Linked DNA regions of Pan troglodytes: region 1 is linked to region 2. Evidence: chromatin contacts called from public HiChIP or PLAC-seq data. All regions are on one chromosome and are shown on one strand. Each heading gives the region's core, a stretch centred on a gene start, on an enhancer-like site or on the middle of the called end of the contact. The rest is flanking DNA. Distances are from core to core; before and after follow the strand shown. Region 1 holds the start of PYGB (glycogen phosphorylase B). Region 2 holds the start of ENTPD6 (ectonucleoside triphosphate diphosphohydrolase 6).

Region 1 (7,130 bases), core at 3,223-5,722, 52 kb before region 2:
GGGACTGAGCCTTTAGCCTGTGGGATCCGAGGCTACATCCAGGTAGACAGCATCAGAACGGAACTGAATTGTAAGATGCTCAGTCAGTGTGGGAAACACCACCCCCCCACCCCCCGAGAGGGACATCCACGTTACTATCTAGGCACAACAGCCAAGTTGACACATAAAACCAGCCACCACAGCCTGCAAGGGCAGAGGCCAGGCTGTCTTCTGCAGAAAATGAAGGCACACACTGTAGGCTTCTCCATCTGCTAAAATGACAGCTGGGGCCTACCTTCCAAGTGGCTAGCTGTCAGCAACACAAAACAGCACCCACCATCAGCTACTGGTCAGAGAAAATGACTTTGAGCGATCTGCTGTCAGGGAAGCCTGCCCAGGAGATGCAAGCTCAACTTCACACATAAAAGTGGAAATACATCAGAAAAATTGGGAGTGTTAGGATTCCGGAGGCTGGTACCACAACTGACTAATTAAAACAAATCCCAGAAGTGGGGATCACAGAGCAGAAGGGTCTGCAAAACACTTCTCTAGATCATCTTTCTTTAACTCCTGGGTCCAGCCAAACCAAAAGATTAATCGTATTTCATTGTGTTTATCTCATTAGGAATATTTAGGACAGCAGTGTGGGCCCCAAGGTAGAGCTGCTTTTCCTTAATCTGTGTTGTAGTCATGCCAGGAGCTTATGGGAAGAGTCTCAAAAACTGATTGTTACATCCACTGCAGGGGTGCTGCAGGTCAGTGGCTCCGCACATCGACAACACTGCTTCACAAAGGCCCACAGAATAAACCGTGCAACTGTCCTTTCAGGATGTTATAGAAGGGATCCCGTGACTCTCATAACTGGGCATGGGCTGCTTTCATTGCCAGGATCCTGGTCTGTGTTTTGTGTCCTGACCCTCACTGTCCCACCCCAACCCTCACTCTGAGGCCTTCTAATGCGAACCTTTTGTGCTGTATCTAGCATAAGCACCCTCAAATTCTCTCTGGATAGAGATGGAATGTCAATTCAACATGAAATAGAAACATTTTAACTCTAACATTTCAGAATGGCAACAGATTTCGGAAACATCACCAGCTTGATTCCCCTCATTTTAAAGATGAGAAAACTGAGGCCAATAATGGCAAAGAAATCCGCCCAAGCCCACAGTTGCACAGACTGAATGGAAAGGCCAGGATGAAAAGGAGCGTGGAATCACGCACACCCTTTCTTCTCCATGCAGCGCAATCCCAGGCTCTGCAGTTTCAGGTTGGACTCTTCTTGCCACCTTGCCACCACTTCAGAGAATCCATTAAATGTCTTCATGACCAACCGCCACCTCTTGCCAAGCACAAAGCTCTCCATGTTAGCCAGATGTTTTGACGTGCTGATTTGCCAAGCATGGCAAAGCTTGACAAATCTTCCTCCGAACACCCCAACTTCTACTCTTTCTGCTATGTACCACAAATAAAGTGCTACGAGTTATGAAACAATAGGTTCAGTATAATGCTATTTTATGTATTAAAAACAAGTTTCTGCCAATACGGAAAAAACAATGTAGAACACAAAATATTTACAGCACAAAGTGGGCAACAGAAGTGGGTTACAGGATTACAGTTAATTTTTTTCCTTCTGGCTTATCTATATTTTCTAATTTTTCCTCCAGTAATAATTTTTCCTTCAGGACTTGCATAATTTAAAAAAAGACAAAAATAACAATAAAAGCGTTCTATTTAGGAGCTCTAGAGCGTCACATTACCGCAGTCTGCAGTGTGCCGGTGAATGTCTGAGGTCATTTCTGGCTGAGGGGGAGGCACAGCAGTTATTTTCTTGGGAGCACACCTCCTCTCATTGGCTCTGGTGGGAATGGTTGCTGGTCCATCACCAGCAAGCATGTAACTTTTCCAAAGAAAGGATTGCAAGCTTATTTTCATCATGAATTAGCGAAAAGAAGCAGTTAAATCCCAATTTTCCATGTCCTTCCTATTCAGAATAGGCACACAGCTTATTTACAGACTGTGAGATCTAAAAGTTTACAACTTTACGACTTACAGACTGTGCGGTTTAAGAGAAAGGTTTCCACCCAGAGCCACCACAGTAGACAATCAAAAGAGATCTCACGGAGGATCAAAAAACCTGTTTTGTTGCAGGGACTATCTTGTTCATGAAGGTCATTTCCGTAATCCCTGAGCCCATCGCTGGCCTCTCCAGGATCTGATTATACATAAATACTCCAATGGGCACCCTAAGGTGTAGAGCTGAGTCCTGGTCCAGCTCCAAGGAAATGCCCTTGAATGTGAAGGCAGAGCTATGTCCTTGCCATCCGCCACTTAGACAATAAAAATGATGTTGCGGGTCGGGTGCGTTGGCTCACGCCTGTAACTCCTGCACTTTGGGAGGCCGAGGCGGGCGGATCACGAGGTCAGGAGTTTGAGACCAGCCTGGCCAACATGGTGAAACCCCGTCTCTACTAAAGATACAAAAAATTAGCCGGGCGTGGTGGTAGGCGCCTGTAATCCCAGCTACTCGGGAGGCTAAGGCAGGAGAATTGCTTGAACCCGGAAGGCGGAGGTTGCACTGAGCCGAGATCGCGCCACTGCACTCTAGCTTCACGCTACAGGGCAAGACTCAGAATTTAAAAAAAAAAAAAAAAAAAAAAAAAAAATGGTGCTGTGCATCAGAACTCTCCCAACAGCAGGGAATTCTGGGGGAGCCACTGCTTCTTGGCTGCTTTTCCTGGCAAAGTCATCCCAAGCCCTTGTTATAACCTGTTTTGGCCATTCGTTGCCACTTCTTTCTATGTTTTGCATACCAAATATGAAGAGCCCCAGTTGGTATTCTAACAAATCTGTCCCTTTCACCATCTCTATTTTAGAAAAAAGAATGTCCCAGAATAAGTTTGGAAAAGCAATCAATCTCTTAGCAATTACCGTATTAAACATATCTTAATGCCCTACAAAAATATTCTAAAATAATCCATAAAGCAAGTGCTCACTGCCTAGATGTACACTGCAAGTAAAATCTTTGCCAAGTGGCTTCAGGTCTGGAAGTGTGTCTTCCTCACCAGTTCTCCCTCTACGTTAGTGTAGTAGAAAGACAATTCTCCATGGTCAAGAGTTTAAAAGCAAACGACAACAACAAAAAACTGGCAACAGGGGGCTGTGCAAGACTACCATGTACCTATCAAACTGAAAACTACCATCCTATCCATTGATCTGCAAAGCTGTTTATCAGTGAAAAAGTTACAAATGTTTACGAATGAAACAGAAAATCTAAAAAACTGTATGTGCATTACACTTTTTAAAAATGTGTATGTATATTTAGGAATACCAAAAACACAGCAAGAACACAGGCCCATAGTAAACATGGTTAAGAGTAACGGGGACAATCAGTGACTTTAACGTTTCACTACTCAAACAAATTTTTGCAAGACATAAAAAGTAACAATTAGTAAGATGATCTCTGTCAACTTCAACCCAAGCAAATTTCTCCAAGGGAGGTGTGGGAACCTCTGGACAGAGCCTTCTTCGAGGGCTCCATCTCCATCTCTGAGCTTCATACCCCTCCCTGCGTGAAGCAGGCATCTTCAGTGATTTTCTTCTAAGCAGCGTACACAAAAAAAAGTCTCACAATTCCCTGCAGATTACCGAGCTCACCCCATTCCAACCCACAAGGCTGCCCAGGCCTGGTTCCAGTCCCATTTTCTCCCACAGGCTGCTGCAGGAAAACAAAGAGTGGCTGGAGGCAGGGGCGGGGAGCACGGGCTCTGCAGCCAGCGCGGAAGCGCACGGCCAGAAAGAGACCAGGAACGTCCGCCAGGCTCCCGGGCTCAGCATCATCTGCGGGGGACGGCGGACCCCGCCAGGCGCGGGCTCCCAGTGGGGCGGACCCGTGGCCGCGGCCCTGCGCAGGGGACGCCCGGCCCCCGCCGACTGCGGCTTCCAGGCGACTCCCCAGTCGGCTGTGCCTGGCCGCCGGCCGGCTAGGGGCGCGGGTAACGCCCGACGGGCCGCCCCGCAGAGACCCCCGCTGGCGCGGCTCCGGGACCGGCGCCCTCTCAGCGGGCCCGGGCGCACAGGGCGGGGCAGCGCCTCACCTTGGGGTCGCGCTCGTAGTAGTGCTGCTGCGTGCGGATCCAGCGGCCCACGAGGTGGTCGCGCACCGTGTGCGCCAGCGCGAAGAAGTAGTCGCGGGGCGTGGCCACATTGCGGTCCTTGACCAGCGTGAAGTGCAAGTGCCGGTTGAAGCTCTTCCGCACCTCGGCCACGTCGCCTAGCCCCGCCAGGCCGCGCACGCTGATCTGCTTCCGCTTCTCGCTGTCCGTCAGCGGCTTCGCCATCGCGCCGGCGGAGGCGGAGGAAAAGAGATGGAGGAGGAAAGCGGCGGCACACGCGAACGCCGGGATGGTGCAGCTGCTCTGGCGCCGCTGCTCTGGCGCCCGGCACTGCGGCTCTGCGGGCGGGATGGGCCGCGCCTGCGCGCCGCGCCGGGGCGGGGCCTCGGGAGGGCGGGGCGGGCGTCCAGGCTCATAGCTGAGATCGCTGGTGTAGTCCGAGGCGGCAGCTACCTGTCCACGCCACCTGAGAGTGGTGTTTGCCCCCTCGTTGGGCAAGCCCGGCAGAAAGTGGGAGCGACTGGAGGGGGCAAGGGACCCGGGGCCTCGGAGCGTGCCGTCGTGGCCGCGCCTGCCAGCCCGGGGACGGTGCGGGAAGGGGGCCCTGCCCTCCGGCCCTCGGGTTCCTGGAACCTGCCCTCCCGCCCTGCACCGGGTCACCAGGTGCCCCGCGGGAGCGCGCTGGGCTCGGGCTGTGGCCGAGACCTGGTACACGTTCGGGGAAACTGATTACAGCTTGAAAGGCATCCACCAACGCCTGCTGGGCCCGGTCTTCTCTGTCCGGGGCAGGGCGGCTCTGAAAATACCAGCTACTTGCTTGCCACTCCAGGCCGATGACAGACGTGGAGAAAACCAGCTGCCAGCGAGCTGGAGACGCCCGTTCCCGAGGGCGCGAGGCAGCCACAGCCAAGTGCCACCACGACCCCGCCTCGGAGGGACCGCAGCCCCCTAGCCCTCGGAGAAACCCTGTTCCCGAAACCACCCGGCAGACGCTGTCCGCTTTGAGATTACAGCAGGGAGAAGGAAACATGCCCGTCTGGCCGGGGAGCTCAGCCACTAACCGAGACTTAGCCTCTGTCATCCCAATCCAGGCTGCAGCTCCAGCTAGGGGGCGTCTGCACACAGCTTCCCGCACTTGGCCCCGCGGAACACAGTCCTGCTGGCCTCAGCCTGTGGGAACCCTGCTTCATGTAAAGGTCACCTAAACTCTGCCTTCCCTCAACCCCTTCAAACTCTGCCTTTCCCTTCGTTCTTGGGAGGCGCTCCCTCATTGCAGTGGGTCAGTACACCCGATTTTGTGGGACCACAGGTTTGCTCCTGGTGGTCTTGGGCTGAAGGGGCTGCAAAGGTTACTGAATTTCATGGAGGTAAAAATTGCCCGCAGGAGATGTCATGAAAGTCCAGGTGCAGTAGGTTTCCTGGTGTGATGCTTCAAAGTTATCTTCTTACCTGGAGCCCCTTCCAGCTGCAGACTTCAGAGGTCGGAGGTTAATCAATCTGGAATGACCCCACAGCCCACCCAGCTCCAGCTCGGGATTCACTCCTGCACTATGTCCTAGGGATTCTGGAGCCAACAAGATCGAACTTCGGGCACAGATGGCAGGGCTGTGGGGTCCAGCTTGGCTGCAAGCTCCGAACACTGATGCAATCTCTCTGAGGGTGATCTGGCAATTCAGAAGTCATAAAAATGATAGTGCCCTATGACCACTTCTACCACTCTGGGGAATTGAGTTCAAGGAAAGCTTAAGAAGACAAAAAGCAAGTTATGCAAATATGTTTTCTGCTGTGGTGTGGTAAAGTTTAATCCCCCAGCTGTGGTGCACACCTGGCAAAGAATGGAGGCGCTGACACTTATTGATCATTACTTGCAGTGTACACGTATTAACTCCTGATCCCTGCAAATAGCCTGCTATTACCCCCGCTTGACAATGGAGAAGGTGAGCCACAGAGAAGTTAACTCTTCCCTAAGCCCACACAGCTAATAAGGGAAACAGCCAAGGTTCACCCCAGCCAAGCCCTGCTCCACTGCACAAGCCCAGAAAAATGTATCTGTGCTCAAAGTTAATATCATAAACCATTGTGCTGCTAAAAGGAATGACTGTTTTAATAGCTAGCTAGGAAGGTGTGATTGATGACACAATACTGATAAATGAAACACAAAAATAAGGATGTAATGCAGAAATGACAGTAATGATTTGAATATTACTTTCATTTAGTCAATTTAAATTTAAATTAAATAACCACATGTGGCTAGGGACTACTGTGTTAGAAACACAGGTGTATATCCAAACCTAAACATTGGTTATTTCTGAATGGAAGAATTATCAGGGGGGTTTTCTTATTTTCTCCATACATTTTGTATTTCCTGTTTTTTCCACAATATTTCTTTTGTAAGTGGAGTAAGTTTTAGTAAGAAAAACTAGAGGCCACAGACTTCACTAATGGTTGCTGATTTAAGGCCTATATATTCTCTTACTGGATTGACTTTTAATTCTTTGTTACTCTGCTTAAATAAATTTTAAGTCCTTTCTTTCATAGCTACACTTTATTAAATTTTCCATGATCCTGACAAAAATTCTTTGACCAAACTCTAGTCAGGCTTCTGAGCCTTCTAGGGCCATCATACACTTCCCTGTGACATCTGTTTTAGCAATCCCTGCTTTGTCAATTTAGCAGGATTCCCTGCCCCTGATATCTGATCCCCCTTGGTGACATCTGATCAGGCTCCCCATGCTCCACCATCCCCCATGCTGTCCAATCACCCTGGCCTGCCTTCAACAGGAATCCTATGAGGTGGTTTAGACACAATCACCTGGACCCCTGAAGTGTCCTCTTAGTAACTGTCCATCCACTGACCCCTCCCCCAGTCCTTGGCTATAAATGCCCACTTGCCCATGCTGTTTTCGGAGTTGAGCCCAATCTCTCTCCCCTGCTGCAAGATCCCGTTGCAGTGGTCCCTGTACCTATCATGATGGTTGTGAATAAAGTCTTTGGTACCATGCTTTAACAAATGCTATTGATTTTTTTTTTCTTTAACAG
Region 2 (7,322 bases), core at 4,070-6,569:
CAAAAACAGTGCCAATAGGGAAATGTACAGCTGTAAACACTTGCTTTAGAAAAGAAGAAAGGGCTCAAACAACCTAACTGTACACCTTAAGTAACTAGTAAAAGAACAAACTAAACATAAAGCTAGAAAAAGGAGGAGGAAAAAAGTAAAAAAGGAGGAGGAAAATAATAAAGATTACAGGAGGATAGAGAATAGAAAAATAGAGAAAATAAATGAAACTAAAATTTGATTCTTCAAAAATCAACAAAACTGTCAAACCTTTAGCTAGACTGACTAAGGAATAAAGAAAGAAGACTCAAATAGCTGTAATCTGGAATGAAAGAGGGGACATTACTACCTATTTTACAGAATAAAAATGATTATAAGAGACTACTACGAACAACTGTATGCCTACAAACTGGATAACCTAGATGAAATGGACAAATTGCTGAACACAAAATCCACCAAGATAAATAATAAAGAATTTGGCCATGATTTCTTAGATACGACACCAAAAGCACAGGCAATAAAAGCAAAAATAAACAAGTGGAATTACATTAACTAAATGGCTTCTACCCAGCAAAAGAAACAATCAACAAAATGAAAACACAACCTACAGAACAGGAGAAAATAGGTAAATAGTACATCTGCTCTGAAAGGGGTTAATAATTAGAATATATAAAGAACTCTTAAAAGTCAACCACAAAAATAGCAATCTGTTTAAAAAATAACAGATAAAAAGCATACAAAAAGAGGCTCAACATCATGAATCGTTAGCAAAGTGCAAAATTGCAATGAGCTATCACATCATATATTAGGACAGCCACTATCAAACAAACACAAAATAACAAGTATTAGTGAGGATGTGGAGAAACTGGAACCCTTGTGCGCTGCTGGTGGGAAAGTCAGATGGTGCAGCTGCCTTGGAAAACAGCATGGAGCTTCCTCCGAAAATCAAAGCTGGAACTACCATATGGTTCAGCAATCCCACTTCCAAAAGAGTTGAAATCAGGATCTTAAAGAGATATCTACACACTCACATTCACTGAAGCATTATTCACAACAGACAGGAGAGAAATAATCCAAACATCCATCGACAGATGGATACACAAAATTCAATTTAGAGCTGAACTGAATTTTGAATGAAATATTATTCAGTTTTAAAAAGGAAGTAAATTCTGACATGTGCTACAACATGGATGAGCCTTAAAGGCATTTCACTAAGTGAAATAAGCCAGTCACAAAAAGACAAATATTGTAGGATTCCACTTACATGAGTTACAGAGCTGTCAAATCACACAGACAGAGAGTAGAAGGGCAGGTGCTGAGGGCAGTGGGTGAGGAGGACTTATTGGGTAAAGAGTTTCAGTCAGGGAACATGAAAAAGTTCTGGAGACGGATGGTGATGGTGGTTGTGAATGTACTTAATGCCACAGAACTGTACATTTAAAAAGGATTACGTTGCTAATTTTTGTGTTATGTGTATTTTATGGCAACTTCTAAAATCCTTCAATGGCTAGGCCAGGCAGGTAACAGAAATAAGTTCTGTGGGTATTGGACTTAAGGCACTCTGTGGGGTGAGGGATGGGGATAAAGAGGGCAGGGCCCACCCACTGTGTCAAATACAAAACGTTTTACAATTCTGATCACACTCACGCCCTACTCTCTCAACGAAGGAGACAGATTATGCCTGACTAAGGTTCTTCCTGCTGAAATGTGCTGGCGGAGCTCCTCCCTTGGGCTGCTGGCTGCTCTGCCATTTCCACAGCACATGACATGTGCAGTTCTTCTAGGCCCCTCTGGCTCTGGTTAGATGACGCCTACTCCAGGAGTAGGGACCAGCCCCCATCCCAGAACCTCCAGCACCCAACACAAAACCAGATCCCAGCAGCTGCTCAGCCAGCACCTGTTGAAGGGGGTCCGCTGATGGCTCAGCAGTGTACTGAGGGGGAGAACGGGCAGTAGGAGGAAGATGCAGGCATCACAGATGCCACAGGACTGGGTGATGGCCATGAACTGAAACAGGTCATCTGGGAAGGGGCCATTTGGCAGGAGGCAGCAGTGATCAGGTTTTCGACACGCTGAGTTTGATATGCCAGCGGGACATCAGTGGGAAACAGGACAGGCCCTATGAGAGGTGACAGGTTTGGGGCTGGTCCAGAAATAGGACGGACCCTATGAGAGGTGACAGGCTTGGGGCTGGGAATGATGCACATTAAGGCAACGTTAGCTGAGACTGGGAGAAGAGACGTGGCACTAGGAATGTCCGTTCCAAAGTAGCACCTCCCATACCACAACAGCCTCCCTTCCTTAGCAGACTATAACCCAAAGTTTCAGGTTTCTAAGTAATCATCAAATGTTTAATTAAATTACAGTATTTCTAGAGAAAGTTCTGAAACACTCCAGGGATGAATAGTGAGGACAAAAAGCAATAGTAACACCCTACAACTGTGAATACGTTTAATAAAATCCTCTTTATGTAATCAAGACTTTTTTTTTTTTGAGACAGAGTCTCACTCTCTCACCTATCACCTAGGCTGGAGTGAAGTAGCACAATCTCAGCTTACTGCAACCTCTGCCTCCCAGGTTAAGCAATTCTCCTGCCTCAGCCTCCCAAGTACCTGAGATTACAGGCATGCACCACCACGCCAGGCTAATTTTTGTATTTTTAGTACAGACGGTGTTTCACCATGTTGGCCAGGCTGGTCTTGAACTCCTGACCTCAAATGATCTGCCCACCTCGGCCTCCCAAAGTGCTGAAATTACAGGTGTGAGACACCGCACCTGGCCCATAATCAAATCTTATCATGTCCTATGTTAGTCTAAGAACCATATTCTACATGATCAGATTCACAGGTGGTATATTAAATCTAGAGGCAAAGTTGCTCGTTATTTATTGTCTACCCATTTTAAAAAACCCTTTATGTGCCATGCCCTGTGTCCAGCGCCCCACAAAGCCTGCCTCACAGCCCTGGGTTTCCCTAAGACAGCACCAAGGCCCTGGGAATGTGTGTAAACGAAACTGTCTGAGATTGCAGTCAGTGTGTGGTGGAGCACACAAGAGTCCCTGGCTTCAGTCCCCAAATTGAACGTGCTTTATCACGACTTTAGAGATCCAAAAAACACTCACATACATAGACATACCTTACATAGACATAATTACTGAAGTTACACACCAAGTTCAGGAAGACAAAAGCAAGAGTCCAACTAGAACACAGTACTGAGAGAGCACAGAACCAGGAACAGCCTTGCTCTTGCACAAGGGTGGGAAGAAGAGTTCTTATAATCATGTTCACCATCCCCTCTCCCCAAGGAACAGGTCATCTCCATGTACCTGTGTCCCAGATCTAAACACCAATTTCATTCCACTAGGTTAAGGTGTTTGCCCATGGCTGAGACACCTGCAGGAGAGGAAATGGGGTTTCTGTGGGAACCACTAACACCACAGCGTGAATGTGTTGATCAGGTTCTCCCTGACAGACTCTTTGAGGAAAACAATGTCATCTCAGTCTGTTCTTTAAAGGAGAGACAGGGTGGGATGAGGCTGTAAGGAAGGTAGCGGGTGGGGACTGAGGGGAGGCAGGGGTAGGAAGTAGGGTGCAACACAGGCAAACAGAGAGGTGTGTGGCTCCTGCCGAGGCCACCCTCCAGCAGGTGGAGGCAGGAGTCAGAGAAGAGAATCTGAGGGTAGAGCAGTGTTGTCGGTGGTAGGAGCTACCCTGTCCCCTGGTTGGCTTTCTAGGAGATGGGGATGGCAGGCCACCTCTTGGAAATACAGGGGCCATCTGATGTGGATTGATGGCTGCCTAATCTGTTGGCCAGTTTCTTCAGGTTTTCAGTTCAAGTACACGGAAGGGTCATGAATGCAAATGCCTGCCATGCACGCTGTATCAAAAAATGAAGCACATTAGAAACTTCCACTCATCCTCCTGGTGGGTTTCAGTAGGTTTTTCTCTCCTTGGCAAAAACCGGTGCGTGAACCGCCCGTCAACACCACCTGCTGTTTCCTTTACACAGGAGGCGGTGGGAGGGGAGGCGCTTCCAGATCTCCTGACACAAAGGGCTGCCCACCTCCCTGGTCCTTTACCCGAACCTTCAGGAGGCAGACGACACACACACTAGCCAGCCACTCTCTCCAAGGCAAGGGGAGGGGGACAAAAAGCAATTTTGAGATTTGTACAGTGCTTGCCAGGTCCTTCAAAAATGACTACCGGCCGCCCATGGCTCTTGCACAGCGGGTGGGAGGAAGAGTCCTTGTAATCCACCTCTCCCAAGGAACTCCTGCGCGAGGTTTCAGATTCCTCGCCTGCAGGCTATGGCTGACTTCCCCGTATCCTGTGTGACGTGGGATGTGTGGCTTCGCGCAGGTAAGGCTGGAATACAGGTGCCTGGAGGGACACCCAGAGCTGCCCAGGCACTTCCCGGTGGCTGCTTCCTTTGCACTTTGCACTTACAGGTGCACTTATAATAAAAACACCCTCCCTTCCACGCTCCCCTGGGCCCTCCCATCTCTCCTTCCTCTTCCACGCTCTCCTGGCTGTTGAATGTTTTCCACTGAAGGAGTCTAGTCTGTCCACCTAGGGGGCTCTCCCTCCCTCGGTCCAGGGCATCCGCGGCTCACAGGTCAGCTCGGGCAGAACCGCCCTGACCACCTATGAGCTCCTCGGGACACCACCCCAATGCCAGGGTGAATCGTCCTTACACCCTCAGTCCTGTCCGAGCGGCCTGATCCTACCTGTTTCCCAGAAAGTGCTACGCGAAGCTTCCCCGCCGGGCTCATCCAGGGCGGAGGGGCCTGTCCCTGACGCAGACTGGGGGCGGGTCCGCAAAAGCGGGCTGAATGAATGAACGCAACAGGGCTGGGGCCCCCTGGGGCTAGAGGCCCCTGCTATTTGGCCCGCCCTGTGGCCCAAAACACTGGACTTGCCCCCCACCGGTCAGCGGAGCCCAGACATCCAGTAAGCCCTAATGGAGCCTGGACAGGAAGGCAGCAGGAGGTGCGAGTGACCCACCCGGGGTGCGAGTGACCCCGAAGCCGTCCTCCGGAGCGCAGCGCGCCCGCGTGGGGAGGCCCGCCTGCAGTCGGTGATCCCCGGCCGCCCCCGCCAGCGCCCCGGCCCGCCGCTTACCGTGCACCGCGCGCTCCGCCACACCCACGGAGACGAGTGCCCTTTTCCGGGGAGCAGGCGGCAGCCGGTCTTTTGGGCTCCCCCGCCCCGGCCGGCGCCACCCCGGCCTCCACCCGCGGGATACGACCCCACGATTCCCTAGGGCCTGGGCTCCGCCCCATGCACGTGGCGTCACAGGCTGGGCGGGGCGGGCGCACCCAGCCGCGCAGGCGCAGGCGGGAGAGGAGGTGGGGGTCGGGGGACCCAGTTGCGCAGGCGCGGGCGGAGTATGGGGTCTCAGCTGCGTAGGCGCGGTGGCTGGCTTTTCTTTCTGCGGTGGTCTTGCGGTTTTCTCCAGTCCACAGCCGGGCTGGCGTCGGCCCAGAGAGGGGGGCTCGGCAGTCTGGTTCCCCGAGCGTCTCAGGGCGGGCCCTCGCCAGATTCAAGGGGTTCCCTTGGCCAGTTTCCTCACGGCGCGGCGGAGCTGGCCCTCGTCGTCCCTGGCAGGGGGCAGCCTCACAGCCTGGACCGGCCTGTGCAATTTCCCCCATCCCTCCACGTCTACATTTTATTTTTTTCTTTTTCTTTTTTTAGGACAATGCATGATGGAAATGCAGCCACATCATAGCAGGCAGGTTCATGAAATCTGCCCTCCTCCCACCGTTTCTTGACCCCATTTTCTTTTCTTTTCTTTTTTTTTTTTAACAGGGTCTCACCCAGGCTGGAGTGCAGTGATGTGGTCTCGGCTCACTGCAACCTCTGCCTCCCGGGTTCAAGCGATTCTGTTGCCTCAGCTTCCTGAGTAGCTGGGATTACAGGCGTGCGCCACCACGCCTGGCTAATTTTTGTACCTTTAGTAGAGACGAGGTTTCACCCTGTTGGTCAGGCTGGTCTCGAACTCCTGACCTAAGGTGATCCGCCTGCCTCGGCCTCCCAAAGTGCTGGGTCTACAGGCATAAGCCACCACACCCGGCCCTTGACCCCATTTTCTGTCTTCCTAGAAATCACCAAGGTTGCAACTCCTGACTGTCCTGGCTCACAGGCTCCAGCTTACTTAGGGACCCCACGGTGGGGGCTGCCCACGTGCACACCTGTGCTAGGCGCCCTCATTCCCGCAAGGGCCAGAGCCCCTTCCCGGCCCATGGCGTCTGGCCAAGGAGGTGTGGGTGCGCCCCAGCCAGGCCTGGTCCTAGAGGACGGCCCCACCTGCGCACTGGGGCATCTGGGAGAGCTATTGGTGGAAGAAGCCCAGGTTCCTGAAGCACCAAGTGGGCAAGAGTTTATTTTCAGGATGGGACGCTTTTGAGGGTGAATAAGTGCTAGCTGTATGGGATGCGGGGACAGCATACAGACCAGGCCTGGCAGCCGGGCAATGCGGTGCCTGTTGGAAGGTCGCCCACAAGCACCTGGTTGGACACTGCCACTGAGATTTGGTTATTACAGAGGTTAGCCTATGCGGGCCTTCACTGATGGACCTTGAAGTGTTTCCCAGTTGCTTTGGGTTAGGAATAATGTGACTGGATCCCGTGGACTGTCTTTGTGCATGCATGTGGGTATATCTGTCAGAAATATTCTTAGAGGTGGAATTGGCTATGGTGGGATATGTCCTTTAAAGTAATATATTAGCCAAACATGGCTAAATTGCCCCCCTTAGACACTGTACTAATTTACACTCTGGCAAATAATGTGTAAGACTGTGGGTTTCCACACATCTTCACCAGTGGGGTCTTTCCAAACTTTTGGATCTTTCCCAATCCAATAATGACAAAACTATATCTCACGGTTTTAATTTACACTTCCTAGTATTTTGAGATCCTGTCGTGAAGTGGTGATGGCCCTGTTTCTGCTTGCTGCACTCGGCAACATATGTTATCACTTCCTTTCTTTTCACCACTGTTTACTCTTAGAGTTTCTAGAATTTGTGAAAGTAAAATCTTTTTGCTGGCATGGGCTTTTGTGTGTATTATACACTGCTTGGAAAGGTCTTGCACCACATCTTCCCTTCGTAGATTGTTTCTCAATGTTTAATACTCAGCTCAAATGTCACCTCCTCAGACCATTTTATCTAGAATGGCCTCCTCTAGTTATTCTCTGTCACCTTTTATGTTATTTCCTTCATAGCACTCATCACACTGTAACCACCCAACAGCTTCTTCTTGCCTGTCGCCCAGATAGAGCCAATTTTTCAAGATGGGAATTGCAATAGAGTTCGATACACATAGAGCTGGCTAAACA

The links. HiChIP or PLAC-seq counts read pairs in DNA pulled down with a chosen protein or histone mark.
Region 1: an H3K4me3 HiChIP or PLAC-seq map of stem cell-derived excitatory neurons shows a contact between it and region 2, with 8 times the contacts expected there. The contact joins the promoter of PYGB here to the promoter of ENTPD6 in region 2. A contact is called at or near these places in 2 of 7 Hi-C or Micro-C datasets (blood and stem cell-derived neural progenitor cells) and 1 of 1 datasets of contacts at active chromatin or transcription factors (stem cell-derived excitatory neurons).

Annotation. Positions count from the first base shown.
Region 1 is chr21:31,777,822-31,784,951 of NHGRI_mPanTro3-v2.0_pri, reverse strand. PYGB (glycogen phosphorylase B) reads right to left here and starts at 4,472. Exons shown (of 20, transcript XM_016937584.3): 1 at 4,074-4,472. The coding sequence starts at 4,316.
Region 2 is chr21:31,726,357-31,733,678 of NHGRI_mPanTro3-v2.0_pri, reverse strand. ENTPD6 (ectonucleoside triphosphate diphosphohydrolase 6) reads right to left here and starts at 5,319. Exons shown (of 14, transcript XM_063802628.1): 1 at 5,109-5,319. It overlaps LOC107969977 (a long non-coding RNA gene), which reads left to right and starts at 5,354. Exons shown (of 4, transcript XR_010154089.1): 1 at 5,354-7,322.